Linked DNA regions of Sus scrofa: region 2 is linked to region 1. Evidence: chromatin contacts called from public Hi-C data. All regions are on one chromosome and are shown on one strand. Each heading gives the region's core, a stretch centred on a gene start, on an enhancer-like site or on the middle of the called end of the contact. The rest is flanking DNA. Distances are from core to core; before and after follow the strand shown. Region 1 overlaps SKP2 (S-phase kinase associated protein 2). Region 2 holds the start of RANBP3L (ran-binding protein 3-like).

The links. Hi-C and Micro-C count contacts between places; a contact is called where the count stands out from the background.
Region 2: a Hi-C map of liver shows a contact between it and region 1, with 2.2 times the contacts expected there. The contact joins the promoter of RANBP3L here to the enhancer-like site in region 1. A contact is called at or near these places in 1 of 5 promoter capture datasets (liver), 16 of 47 Hi-C or Micro-C datasets (alveolar macrophages, embryonic fibroblasts, fetal heart ventricle and 9 more) and 2 of 2 datasets of contacts at active chromatin or transcription factors (alveolar macrophages and skeletal muscle).

The regions. Positions count from the first base shown.
Region 1 is chr16:21,490,977-21,497,504 of Sscrofa11.1, forward strand. SKP2 (S-phase kinase associated protein 2) reads left to right here. Exons shown (of 10, transcript NM_001171755.1): 8 at 3,018-3,069; 9 at 3,242-3,349. Among named protein-coding and RNA genes, the nearest start is that of SKP2, 31 kb to the left of the region's middle. Within about 2 kb of position 3,890, at least 3 of the 83 cell types and tissues checked have an H3K27ac peak or open chromatin away from gene starts, as enhancers often do. A contact at or near this core is called in fetal liver and liver, where this site is marked.
Region 2 is chr16:21,608,602-21,615,129 of Sscrofa11.1, forward strand. RANBP3L (ran-binding protein 3-like) reads right to left here and starts at 3,788. Exons shown (of 16, transcript XM_021076595.1): 1 at 2,702-3,788. The coding sequence starts at 2,792.

The DNA of each region.
Region 1 (6,528 bases), core at 2,640-5,139:
ATGCCGCGGGAGCGGCCCAAGAAATAGCAACAACAACAACAATAACAACAACAAAAAAGACAAAAAAAAAAAAAAGACTTAACCCGTTTAATTCCCCAAGTTTTTTCTTTCCCAAGGTGGTGAAATAAGATGGTATGTGATTGTGAATTTTGTGGGCGACTGGTTGGCTGGCGAGATATTGGGTCACTCAAAATTGTGTTGTGCCCATCTTCAGCATCTATGCTGCGCAGAGCCCTGTTCCAGACTTGAGAGACATGGCCGTGAACGAAACAGAGAAAGTCATCCTTGTGCAGCTTCCATGGGGTGGGGGAGTCAGACAATCAATAAAGAACTCAATGTTGGGAAGAGGAGATGAAAACGCAAGGAGGACAGATTTAAAGCAGAGCGCTCCGGTAGAGTGTAGCAGGAAGGGGAACTGTTTTCAGCTGGACTGGTCCAAGAGAAGGCCTCCCTGAAGACGTGACCCTCGAGCGCAGACCTGAAGGAGTAAAGGAATGAGCCACGTCGATATGTAAAGAAAGAACATCCCAGAACCAAGGACCAGCAAGTGGTTTTGCAATCAGCCAATGAATCAATTCTTGTTATTTATTTCTTAAAACAGACACACGTTATTAATGTTTGAGATTTTTCCCCTCTGGGCATGGGAGCCGGGGTGGGAGAGGAGGCAAGGGCAGTGGTAAGAGATGAGATGACCCAGGGCTCTCTAAGCCAAAACAAAAGCTCTGTTGCAATTTTTTTTCCTGAGTCAGATGAGAAGCCATTCAGTTGTTTTGAGCAGGGACAAAATGATCTGACTTTTTCTTTGAAACATCTTGTTCTGGTGCTGGGTTGAGAAAAGGCTGCTGGAGACCAGGGTGGTAACACGTGAGGAAGTTAAGACATGATCCGACGTGGGACACGTCTTGACAGCTGATCTAACAGGATTTGGTGACAGATTGGGTGTGGGATGTGAGCAAACAGTTAAGTATGCCTCACAGGGTTTTGGCGACAGCAGCGGAATCAGTGTAGTTCCCATTTACTAAGGTTGGGAAGACTAGGGAAGGAGCAGATTTAGGGGAGAAATCAAGTATCTGGTGTCAGGCATAAGCTTGAGATAGCTGGAGTTCCCGTCATGGCCCAGTGGTTGGCAAACCCGACTAGCATCCATGAGGACGAGGGTTCAATTCCTGGCCTTGCACAGTGGGTTAAGGATCCAGCATTGCCGTGAGCTGTGGTGTAGGTCACAGACGAGGCTCAGATCCTGCATTGCTGTGGCTGTGGTGGAGGCGGGCGGCTGCAGCTCCAATTTGACCCCTAGTCCGGGAGCCTCCATGTGCTGCTGGTGCAGCCCTAAAAGACAAAAGGACCCCCCCCAAAAAAAAAAAAAGCCTGGGTAGCTGTCATATAGCCCAGTGGATATGTTGAGGAGAAGGTTGGAAATGCAAGTCTAGGATTTAGGGGAAGGGATGGAGCTGAAGGTGGAGCTGTGAGAAGGCAAGAAAAACCCTCAAATATTAATAGAATCGTCTATATTTTTTAAAGTAAATGCCTCGTAACTGATTCATTTTCTGCTTACCAACGACCGTGTATGATTTTTTCCAAATTCTGAAAAGTTATCTCCGATCCCACCACCTTTGGTAATGGCGTCAACCTTTGGGTGTATTTCCTTTCAGCCTTCCAACCCCACCCTCTGTCTCCGGGTATGTGAGTTTGTGTGTTTGAACCACATTGAGATTGTAATGCATTGTATATGTTTTGTCTTGTTTTCACCATACGGTATATACTGAGTATTATTTCATGTCATGAAATGTTATTCAAAAGCTTTTTAGTAGCTGTTGTTAGCATCGTGTTCCGTAGAATGGATAAAGTTTGACCCCTTAAACTAATTGGGGGGAAGGGCTTTTATAACACTCATTACAATGACTATTTTAATGTACATCTCTAATTATTTAATGCACATCTCTAATTATTTTTCTAAAAGTGGAATTACTGGCCAGAGAGTAAAGTGTGTAATGTCCTGAACACTTAAAACAAATCCATTCATCCTCACAAAAAAACCAGTTCTTCTGAAAGGCTGTGTAAAATTAGATATCCACTTTTAGTATATGAGGTACCTGCTATATTATATTTCATCAATTGGGTTATTATAATAGAGTTTTTTCCACTTGATAGCAGAAGAGTAATATTTTGATTTTATTTCCCATTTCTTGCTCCATTTTCATTATTTCTGTATTTTATAAAAGGTATCTGTGTTCTTTGCCCATGTTCTATTGTTTGTCTTTTTTTATACTCTGCATATTAAGACCATTAGCTCTCTGCTAAATGTATGTTGGAAACGTTTATTCTCCGTTTTCTCTTACTTTGTTAATTCTACTTGTGTGCTATTTTGCTTTAACATGGTAGAGTTTTTACATTTTTATTTAGTTATTTATCAGTGTTCCCTTAATGTTTTCTTTTTTGTTTAGAAACTCCATACCTATCCCAAGATCCAGTGAATACTTACCCACATTTGTGCCTTTAGAAGTTTTTAATATATGTGGAATTTATTTGGATGTATTATTTGAATTGGAAACATAAATTTTTTCCAGTGGTAGTGGCCATATTATTTTTTTAAAATCCCTGATTTCACTCACTGATTTTGAATGATACCTTTGTGATATGTTGTTTGTTCATATATGTTATTTGTTTATATATTGTGGTGTTTGGTTTTGCTTTTTGCTGTAGTAAATGGGGATTTTTTTTTCCCTATTATATTTCTAGGCAGCTATTGCTAGACATCTAGAGAAGCTGTGGTGTTTGTTAACCAGGCCTTTTACACAGTTAGTTCTCTTACTGTTTCCAGTAGTTTTTCAGATGAGTCTCTTGGGTTTTCTGGGTGGAAAGTCTTATATGCCACGATGATAATTTTGTTTATTTGTCCTCATAGTGTGTGACTGTAACGCATTGTTCCGAATCCTAGCACAGTGTTAAGTGAAGTGTTGACAGCAGATATCCTTGTCATGTTCCTCATTTGACAGTGACCATATTTTTTTTTCTAGATGTCTCCACCTTAGTTGGAAGATGTCCCAATCTGGTCCACCTAGATTTAAGGTATTTTTTGTTTATTTATCTTAGAGCAGAAGCTGAAAAATCATGATTCCTTATTGAATGAGGAAAGGATCTCAATGTGTTGAATCAAAGGAACCAAGCAGGAGACTGTTCCTGTCTTCTCCCTCTGGGACTGATGGATAGATTTTGACTTTTTTCTCCTACTCTGTTACAGTGACAGTGTCATGCTGAAGAATGACTGCTTTCAGGAATTTTACCAGCTCAACTACCTCCAACACCTATCCCTCAGTCGATGCTATGACATAATACCCGAAACTTTACTGTAAGTATCTTTATTTTTTAAAGCAAGGATGGAAAGAGGTGTCACTTGGTGTAAAGAGTTGTCCCTGTGTTATTAACAACAGATGTTTACAACTTAAACATCAAATTAGAGTACCGCAAACTAGTGAGGAAAGACTAGCAAAACCAGGGCAGATTTTTTTTTCCTTAAAATGTCTGGCAAAGTTGAATTGATTGAAGTAGGTCAATAAACCTTTATTTAGCTGGGAGCAGGTTTAAATATTAGAAGACTGTACTAGTACTTGCAAAAGAGGAAGAGAGCCTTTACTCCCACGAAGCTCAGATTTTAATAGAGAGGCAGACTGTGTGTGTGTTTCTGAATTTTTTCAAATCAACTGCAGTTAATTCCATAACCCTTCATCTGAGCTTAGAGAAGTTCTGCAGTCTTCTAGTGGTGTCTATCCTGGATGGTCAGGGAATGGGAAAAATAGAAGTATTTAACTAGTAAATATTGTAAGAGTGGTGCTTTCTTTGAAGTGAGCTGGAGGCGGTGGTGTGGCGGGGAGTGGGGGTGGAGGGTGGTGAGGTTCAAAAGAGTGAAGCAATTTAGCCAAAGCTAAATATTGAGTTAATAGCTGAGCTGGGTCCACAGCTTGGGTCTCCTGGACAGGTACAAAATAGTCTGTATCTAATATAGTAGTTCTTCCAGGGGTTAATTTTGTATCGGCTCAGCAACTTCCACAAAATCAAGGAAGTGCACAGAAAAAAGCAATCTGGTCCGGCTTCCTTTTAAGAAGTGCTATTATTGTTATTCTCAAGCCATCCTGGGAATAATATCATCTCTCTCATTTCCAAAAGTTTTCCTGTATTTCAAAGGGCTGGAAAGTTCCTCCCACGTTAAATATAAGTATATTGCAATTTTATTGAAAACCGTAAGAAATCAGTATCTTGGGAGAGTTTCCATTGTGACTCAATGGGTTAAGAACCTGACATAATCTCTGTGAGGATGCAGGTTCAATCCCTGGCTTTGCTCAGTGGGTTAAGAATTGCTTCAGCATAGGTGGCAAATGGCAGCTTGGATCTGGTGTTGCTGTGGCTGTGGCGCAGGCTGGCAGCTGCAGCTCTGATTTGACCCCTGCCTGGGAACTTCCATGTGCCATATGTGCAGCCCTAAAAAAAAAAGAAAAGAAAAGAAAAAAGTCAACATCTTGGATTTGTTCTGAGGCCCCTTTCTCATTCTCTCCAATATTCCCTGAGTGGGGCTGCTGACCTCACCTAAGCTTCCTTTCCATATGAAGGTAATCAGACTTGTGGTTCATACCAAAGAAGGGTGGTGAATTTGAACAAAGAATTTATGTAGTTAGTCCTCACCTGACTGGTTTGGAGCTTGTAAGTTAGTTTTAAAAATTAATGAATAAATCAGATCCTTCAGCTATATGGAGTTAACTAGTAGAATTAGGGAATCCAGTAATTATATTTTTTAATAAATCACTTTAATTGATCTTAGGGCTCAGGGTCTGAGCTGCTATCTCATTTGGAAAAGCACTGCCTAAAAGGGATTGCCAGTATTTAGTTCCAGGGCTTTCATATGTTAGAGGCCAAACTCATGTACATGAAACTCTTATTAAAATCTCCTGGAATTCCCATTGTGGCGCAGTGGAAACAAATCCAACTAGGAACCATGAGGTTTCGGATTTGATCCCTGGCCTCGCTCAGTGGGTTAAGGATCCAGTGTTGCTGTGAGCTGTCCTGTGTGTCGCAGATGCGGCTCGGATCTGGCATGGCTGTGGCTGTGGTGTAGGTCGGCAGCTGTAGCTCCGATTCGACCCCTTGCCTGGGAACCTCCATATGCCATGAGTGTGGCCCTAAAAAGACAAAAAAAAAAAATCTGCCATGTGAATTTTCTAGTACCCAGAAGTCCTTGGAGCCTGGAGTGTCCACTAAAAAGGTTGCTCTGTCATCCCTCCTTTCCTGTCCTTGCCATCTGGGCTCCAGCTTCATTGACAGTGGAGCCCCCGAGGAGTGCAGTGATCATCCTTTTTTGGTTGCTTTTCTCAGGAGACTACCCATGCGTCCTACTTTTATTCTTTCTCTCTCGAGAGTTAAAGCAGGTAATACCCAAATGCTTTCCCTTGAGCAGGGGTTAAAGAGAAGCTGTGAGCCCTCACATTATAATATTTTTATCCAGTGGGATGGCAGTGCTTGCGTAGTAATATCTGCAGGCAGTGTGAAATGATGGTTCAAGGGTGAGCCGGAAGTCACAGATCTAGGTGTGAACCCTCACTGCATTGTAACTGATTTGTTTAGATATTGTCTTGAAATGAGGGAAACAGAGGCATCAGGGAGTTTAGTGACAAGTCAGATCACCAGAATAGAACAGACCACAGAAAGGTGCTGACTTGAACTTTAAGATAAAAGATATGTTTCTTTAGACATTACATAAAGAGTATACTGGTTTACTTTGTGACTCCATTAAGATGAATTTGCTAGTACCCTGTCCTTAAAAGTTTGCAAGATAAACTGTTTCTAATTTCAGTCATTGCAGCAACTGATGGAAAGAAATACCTAGTAAGGATTCTTAGGATCTTCAGCTGGAATTTCCAGAAAGTCATTTTTGCTAAAGAATTTTCCTTTCTGTTTTTGTTTGTTTGTTTTAGGGCCACACCCCTGGCATAGGGAAGTTCCCACGCTCTGTGTTGAATCGGAGCTGCAGCTGCCAGCCTACAGCACAGCCACAGCAACGCCAGATCCGAGCCGCATCTGCCACCTATGCCACGGCTCACAGAAACACCAGAGTCTTAACCCACTGAGCAAGGCCAGGGATCAAACCCACATCCTCATGGATACTAGTTGGGTTCTTAACCTGCTGAGCCGCAACGAGAAGGCCCAAGAATTTTCACTTCTTATCTCAGAAGTGGGAAATTGAAATTTGAGGTTCTTTCTTCCGTAATGATAATGCTTTGAAGTACTTGGGAGACTGTGGATTTTTCACCTTTAGACCAGGAGCCTTATATTTATTCCCTTGCTCCTTCCCTGGTCTGATATCGTATATCCAAGCGTTCCAATTATTCCATAGTTCTCATTTAAGTAAGAAACCCAAGCTGGAGATAGTAATCTGATCTGAGATTAGGAGAGACAAGCAGCAACAATTGTTGTGGGAGGATTTATAGTTAAGGAATTTAAGGTTTTATGAGGCAACCAGGATCATGTAGATGAGGTAGA
Region 2 (6,528 bases), core at 2,538-5,037, 120 kb after region 1:
ATCCTGGCCTGTATGCTGGAATCTTAGTCTGGCTCAGGGCGGGCCAAAGCCACAAACTCAGATTACCTCAGTGAATATATCCACAGCCAGACCTCACTCTCTGAAACGAATGGCTTTGCTTCCTTGGACCTTTGTTGAACTTTGCATCATAGCAAGATGCAAATATAGAAAAGTCAGGGCCACTGCACTGAATGAACACTAAATTCCAGGGCAGTAACTGGAAAGAAAACTCTGCCCAGTGTCACTTGTCAACTCAGTTCTCTAGATGACATTTTTTTTGTAGCAGTCAGTGACCAGTCTGGGTTGAATTAGCATGCTTCACAACTTTATGGATCGTGGTTTATGTGGGCAGATATTTTGAGACTCGGCTGTGGAAGAATATGGTTGCTTTCAAAACATTCTAGGCAAAAGCTTTGGTCTGTGAAAGGAGACCAGACTTCTAGTCTTGTTGATATTTTGGGAAGTATGTCATCATAATTATATTTCCAGGCTGCTTTGGATATGGCCAGTAAGGGAGAGACCATCAAGATAGCATGCCTTAAATTGAAACAACAGTGGGATACTATTTTCCACTTATAAAGCTGTAAAAAGAAATTTTTTAAAATAATACCCAGTATTACTGAGAATATATCTCTGCACTGCTGATGAGATGGCCATTTGCCCCTCTCAAAAAAAAAAATCTTAGAAACACATACAAAGGGTTTTGATCCCACAATTCTACCTCTAAGAATGTATTCCAAGAAAATAATGTTATCTCTGCAATGACTTATCCATTAGTGTATGTTAAACGTAGCGTTGTTTGTGATAGTGAAAAATTAAGAATCAATGAAATGTCCAGGAGCAGTGAATTGCCTAAGGGAATTTTGCTACATTCATAGGAAGGAATAGTATACAACTATTAAAAATAGGGGTGTAGAAGAATATATACATGGGAATTTGTTCATAATCTATTGTTGAGTTAAAAAACAGCTTGCAGGAGTTCCCATCTTGGTGTAGCAGAAATGAATCTGACTAGGAACCATGAGGTTGTGGGTTCGATCCCTGGCCTCGTTCAGTGGGTTAAGGATCCCCGGCATTGCTGTGAATTGTGGTGTAGGTCACAGATGAGGCTTAGATCTCACATTGCTGTGCCTGTGGCACAGGCCAGCAGCTGTAGCTCCGATTAGACCCCGAGCCTGGGAACCTCCGTATGCCGTGGGTACGGCCCTAAAAAGGAAAAAAAAAAAAAAGCTTGCAAACTCTATGTAAAAAATAAGTATTTTTGTTTAAACAAGTTAAGCAACAGAATAATCGGTACATGTGCATGAAAGGAAAGGCTAGAAGACTATACATTAGAATGTTAATAGCAGCTATCTTTGGGTGGTGATTTTTACAGGTGATGTTTGCTATCTTCTTTATGCTCCTCCTTACCAAGTTTCTATAATAAATAGTCGTCAACAATTGTGGGGGAGGGGAGGTAGCTTTAAACATTTCAAACAAAATGAGCAGCAAATAAAAAACCTATGAGGAATTAGGATTGTCTGTTAATAGAGGAGTACATTTTACAGTGCTATGAGTAAACTCTGGCACGTTCTAGGACTTTATATTCTAAGGCAGTTCAAAATATTAGCCCTGATGGTGCAAAGGGGCCTTAAAAGTATTCTCTTTTTGTCATTTAGTATGAAGTACTTTCTACTCACACTAAACTAGGAGTAGAGCATGTCGTCCTGGAACTGAAGTAGGGAGGCGACTGACACATTCACGCAAATGTTAGCACACAGTGGCCACCTTGGAAGTGAAACAGCCAACACTGCCCACCCCACTGAAATCTAAAACTGTGTCTATGGAAAAGTAAGCAAAGAGCTTGTAGCCTAGGTCCATACATAGACGGCTCCATCCCAGGGTATTGAGGAAAAGTTAGAAGTATCTGGGTTAAATCCTTAGCCTCTGGGGGGTATCGTCATCCATGATAGCACCCAGGCTTTTCTGCAGGTGTCCTTGGTGTCCCTGACAGAATGGATTGGAGGCATCATCCTACGTATTCATGTCAACCTCTGCCACTAACTGATATAGCTGACTGAGTAGTGGACTTGAAATTTTAGAAGATTGATAGTGACAATGGCTGAAGTTAGGTAGTTCAGTTTGAATGTGTGCCCATCATGTGAAATGTGACACTTTTCCCTGTCTGCCCCCAGCTGTTCCAGAATCGTAAAAGGGAAAGAGTCAAGAATATATTTATTGTGCCCATGAATGAATGAATGAGCCGGAGAGCCAGACAAAATTAAGCTTAAACTTTAAGTCCAAAAAAATTAAGTTTAAACTTTAAGTCCCATGGTAGGACAAAGGAGAAAGTTCCAGACTTCAAGTCATTCTTAGCAAATTCCACCTGTACAGCCTTGCCCAGATCAATGTATTGAACTACACAAAATGCAAATACTCTCGAAAAATGGCAGTGGCTGGAAGTGTAAGCATGTAAGTTTCAGAATGACAATTCCAGTATGCATTCTGGATAGTCTTCCATGATCCTTTGAAAACTGATGCTGAATCCAAGTTAACTCACCCTTATGCATCACTATTATATCTATTCTCAGAGTTTAAAAATATTAAGATCACAAAGCGTTTCACAACAGAGATCCCCCAGGTACTTCCCCGGCCCACCATCCTTCCAGGTATGCAGATGCACAAGAGATCACAGAACTCACAACCCATTAGCCTGACTCACCTTGATGTTGCTGGTCCTCTGGAAGTTTCCATCTACAGGTGTGCAAACTGTTGAACAGGTGGCTGCTGCCTTTGCTTTGTATGGTAGACATGGTGCTGGCAGTACGGCTGTGGCTCCCGTATCACTAGGGTATTTCCTTCCCTTGGCCAGTCACCTGCAGTGGTCTTCACACAACACCCAGAACCACAGAGGTATAGGCAGATCCTGTCCTTGCATGGAAAAATATTTACTTCTCTAATGAATTTTCAAATGTTTCCTAGTCATGATTCTTAAAATATGTGTTTACCAACTTGTAGCTTCTTCTGCATATAAAGATGCCAATTCATTTGGATAAAAGCACAATTAATTCTTCTTCCATTTAAAAGCACATTGAAACATGCCCCCTTATAATATAAAATCCTGCAAAGTAACTCTTCCTAACAGATTACAGTTTTGCAATTTTCGACTCTCTCTGCGGACTTGAAATCTAATGTCCTGAGTATTTAGAGATGTCTGCTAGAGTCATACATACACAAAGAAAAAAAAAAAAAGTGCTGCTGAGTTAAATCAAGTGATTCTAAGCCTGGTTTAAGTTACCCTCCGTGACAGCTGAAAGTGAACAGTTCTTAAGGGAGGCTGGAAGGGGGAGGAGCTGAGTGGGCCAGGCCGATTAGCATAAAGAGACAGGCAAGAAATGGCATTGGGGTTGCTTTCAATAATAGTGACCAAAGCAAGGATTCTAAAAAGATGCTCTGACGTTGCAGTATTCACATATTTGACTTGTGCTGCTTTGTTTGTAATTAAAACAAAAGCTCAAAGCAGGGGTTTATACTGCATGAATATTCCCTCGTACATGCAAAATCTAAAGGAAGTGGTAATGAGCTCATGGAAATGTACTGCTGGAACTTTCGATTTCTGTAAACACCTCTGAGTCCTCAGAAGGGGGGCAGTTTTAGAGCAGTCTGCCTGCCAAGGCAACTATCTGGAGCCCTGGAAGAAAAATAAACACACTAAACTTTATCTTTCCAGAGATCTATCTCTGTTTCCCTTTAGATTCTCTATTGCTACTTCTAGGTCATGAGACAAGGCTATTTCCAGTGTTTTCTGTATGTGTGTGTGCTCTGAAATAGGTCATTTCATTGAAATATTGAAAATAGTTTGGGAGTTCACACCAAACTATTTTTTTTTTAAGCAGAAAAAAATCTGACTAGCATCCATGAGGATGCAGGTTCGATTCCTGGCCTCGCTCAGTGGGTTAAGTATCTGGCATTGCCGTGAACTGTGGTGTAGTTCACAGACACAGCTCAGATCACGAGTTGCTGTGGCTGTGGCATAGGCTAGCAGCTACAGCTCCGATTCGACCCCTAGCCTGGGAACCTCCATATGCCACAGGTGCGGCCCCAAAAAGAAAAAAAAGAAAGAAAGAAAATAGTTTACTTTTCATTGAAAAATAGCCTATGTCATTATTGCTTAAAAAAACCCCTAAACACCTTTCATTGAACCTGGAAGCCTGCTGCCTTTGAAGTTGTAATGAATGCTGATAGATCCTGCCCTTCACGATTCACAGCTCTTTGTAGATTCAGAAAAGAAGTGGTTGCAGACGTGGCTCGGATCCCGAGTTGCTGTGGCTCTGGCGTAGGCTGGTGGCTACAGCTCCGATTCGACCCCTAGCCTGGGAACCTCCATATGCCACGGGAGTGGCCCAAGAAATAGCAAAAAGACAAAAAAAAAAAAAAAAAAAAGAAATGAAGTGGTGGGCAAGGACGAAGGAGATAGAGCTGTTTAGCCTCAAATTCTGGATCCTGCAGCTTCCTGTGCACATTTGGAAGTTGGTGCAAAACTTGACACCCTAACTAGAAAGTTGCCTCCTAGCCAGATCCAGATGAGCATCCTCACTTCACTTTGAGGCAATTAACAGTTCCCAAGTTTACTCTGAGCTGTGCTAACTCTTGTGAAATGTGCCACTGCTCTCACAATTCTTATGACTTTTATTATACTGCTTTCACTGTTTTAGTAAACACTCCATTGTGGTTTTTTAGGTCCCTCAGAGAGTAACAGGGTATAGAGATGTTCAAGCTACTTGGAAAGAGATTTCTGTTATTAGAGAACCATCATTTCTGCTTTGAAGGGCTGATATTTATCTTCTGCTTCACGACGGTCATGGTCAGAGGCTGAGGTATCTCCTTCCTGAATTACATAAAGCCATCCAGAGTCTATCAAGTTGTGGGCCCTCACTAAGCATATTATTTATATGAGTAAATCAAACACCCCACAAAACTGTAAGGCAGCCCTTGAGAGAAATGGATTTTTTTTTTTTTTTTTTTTGGTCTTTTTGTCTTTTTAGGGCTGCACCAGGGGCCTATGGAGGTTCCCAGCCTCGGGGTCTAATCGGAGCTACAGCCGCTGGCCTCCACCAGAGCCACAGATCTGCGACCTACACCACAGCTCACACCAACACTGGATCCTTAACCCACTGAGCGAGGCTAGGGATCGAACCCACAACCTCATGGTTCCTGGTCAGATTCATTTCCACTGTGCCCGATGGGAACTCCGAGAAATGGATTTTTAAAAAATATTTTATAATAAGAAATTATAGGCCCTAATGTAGGATCTAGTGATTCCAAAAAAATCCCCTAGATTCCTCTGTTTTTCCTTCTTATGATGGAGGTAAAGCTGGGGGAAAAAGAGAAGAAAAGGAATGGTCAGCTGACCGTAGAGGCTAAAACAGCCAGCCTTCTAGCCCCAGTGCTCCAACTAGTTTACTGCATAACCTTGAACTAGGTCCTTAACATCTCTGGGTTTGTGTCTTCGTTTGTCAAATGAAACAAATGTTTGGTAAGCAGTACGAGAAAGTATTTAACACTCCCTCTGTGAATATAAAGGCCTGGGAAAGGAAGAGGTATCCTGTTTTGTCTTTGCCTAAAGCTTAAGGAGAAAAAATAGATTTAAAACTAAACATCTGAGTAGAATTTGGAGGTGTATTTGAAAATCTAGGCTGACTACCTCAATTCTCAATCTCGGTTGCCTAGCATAATTACTCAGGATTAGAGAGTCTGAGCCCAAACTTCAGAATCTGAGGGTGCGAGGTATCGATATATGTATTTTTTTTTTAACGTAATCCCCCTTCAACATTATTGAGATGTAATTACATGCAACATTGTGTAATTGTAAGGTGGCACACGTGTTGATTTGATTCGTTTCTATATTGCAAAGTGATTACCCCCAGAGCGTTAGCTACCATCTCCATCCAGTCACATAGTTACCGTTTCTTTTTTGTGGTGGGAATTTTTAAGATCTCCTCTCTCTTAGCAGCATTCAAGTACATGATACAACCCGATCAGCTCTAATCACCATGTTGTAATTAGATCCCCGAACTTGTTAGTCTTAAAACTAGAAGTTTGTACCCTTCGACTACTAACACTCCACAACCCCTGGCAACCAACATTCTGCTCCATTTCTCAGAGTTTGACTTTTTTTTCCCCCATGGAATCTATATGTTTTTAAAGTCCTCTTATCAAAATTAGCGAGCATAACCTGCTTAAACAGATCTGGTTTGTGTCACTATTTCATTCATTCTATCTTTCCTGAGGACTGATGAAATCAAACAACACTCGCTAAACATAGTGGTTTTCCCTTCACAACCTGCAAGTACAGGGATGGTACCGGGAAGGCTTGTTATCTGGTTCCTCTGTGTCCCACTGTTGTGCCTCATTGAATCAATCACAGTGGCCCTGTGATTGAGTCAAGAGCACTCTCTTGCACTGCATGTTCAGTTATACTCTGCTCTCAGAGGAGTCTCTGTTTTGACTCCCCAGTTTCCATTGGAAATAAGCCAGGGTAGCTGAAAG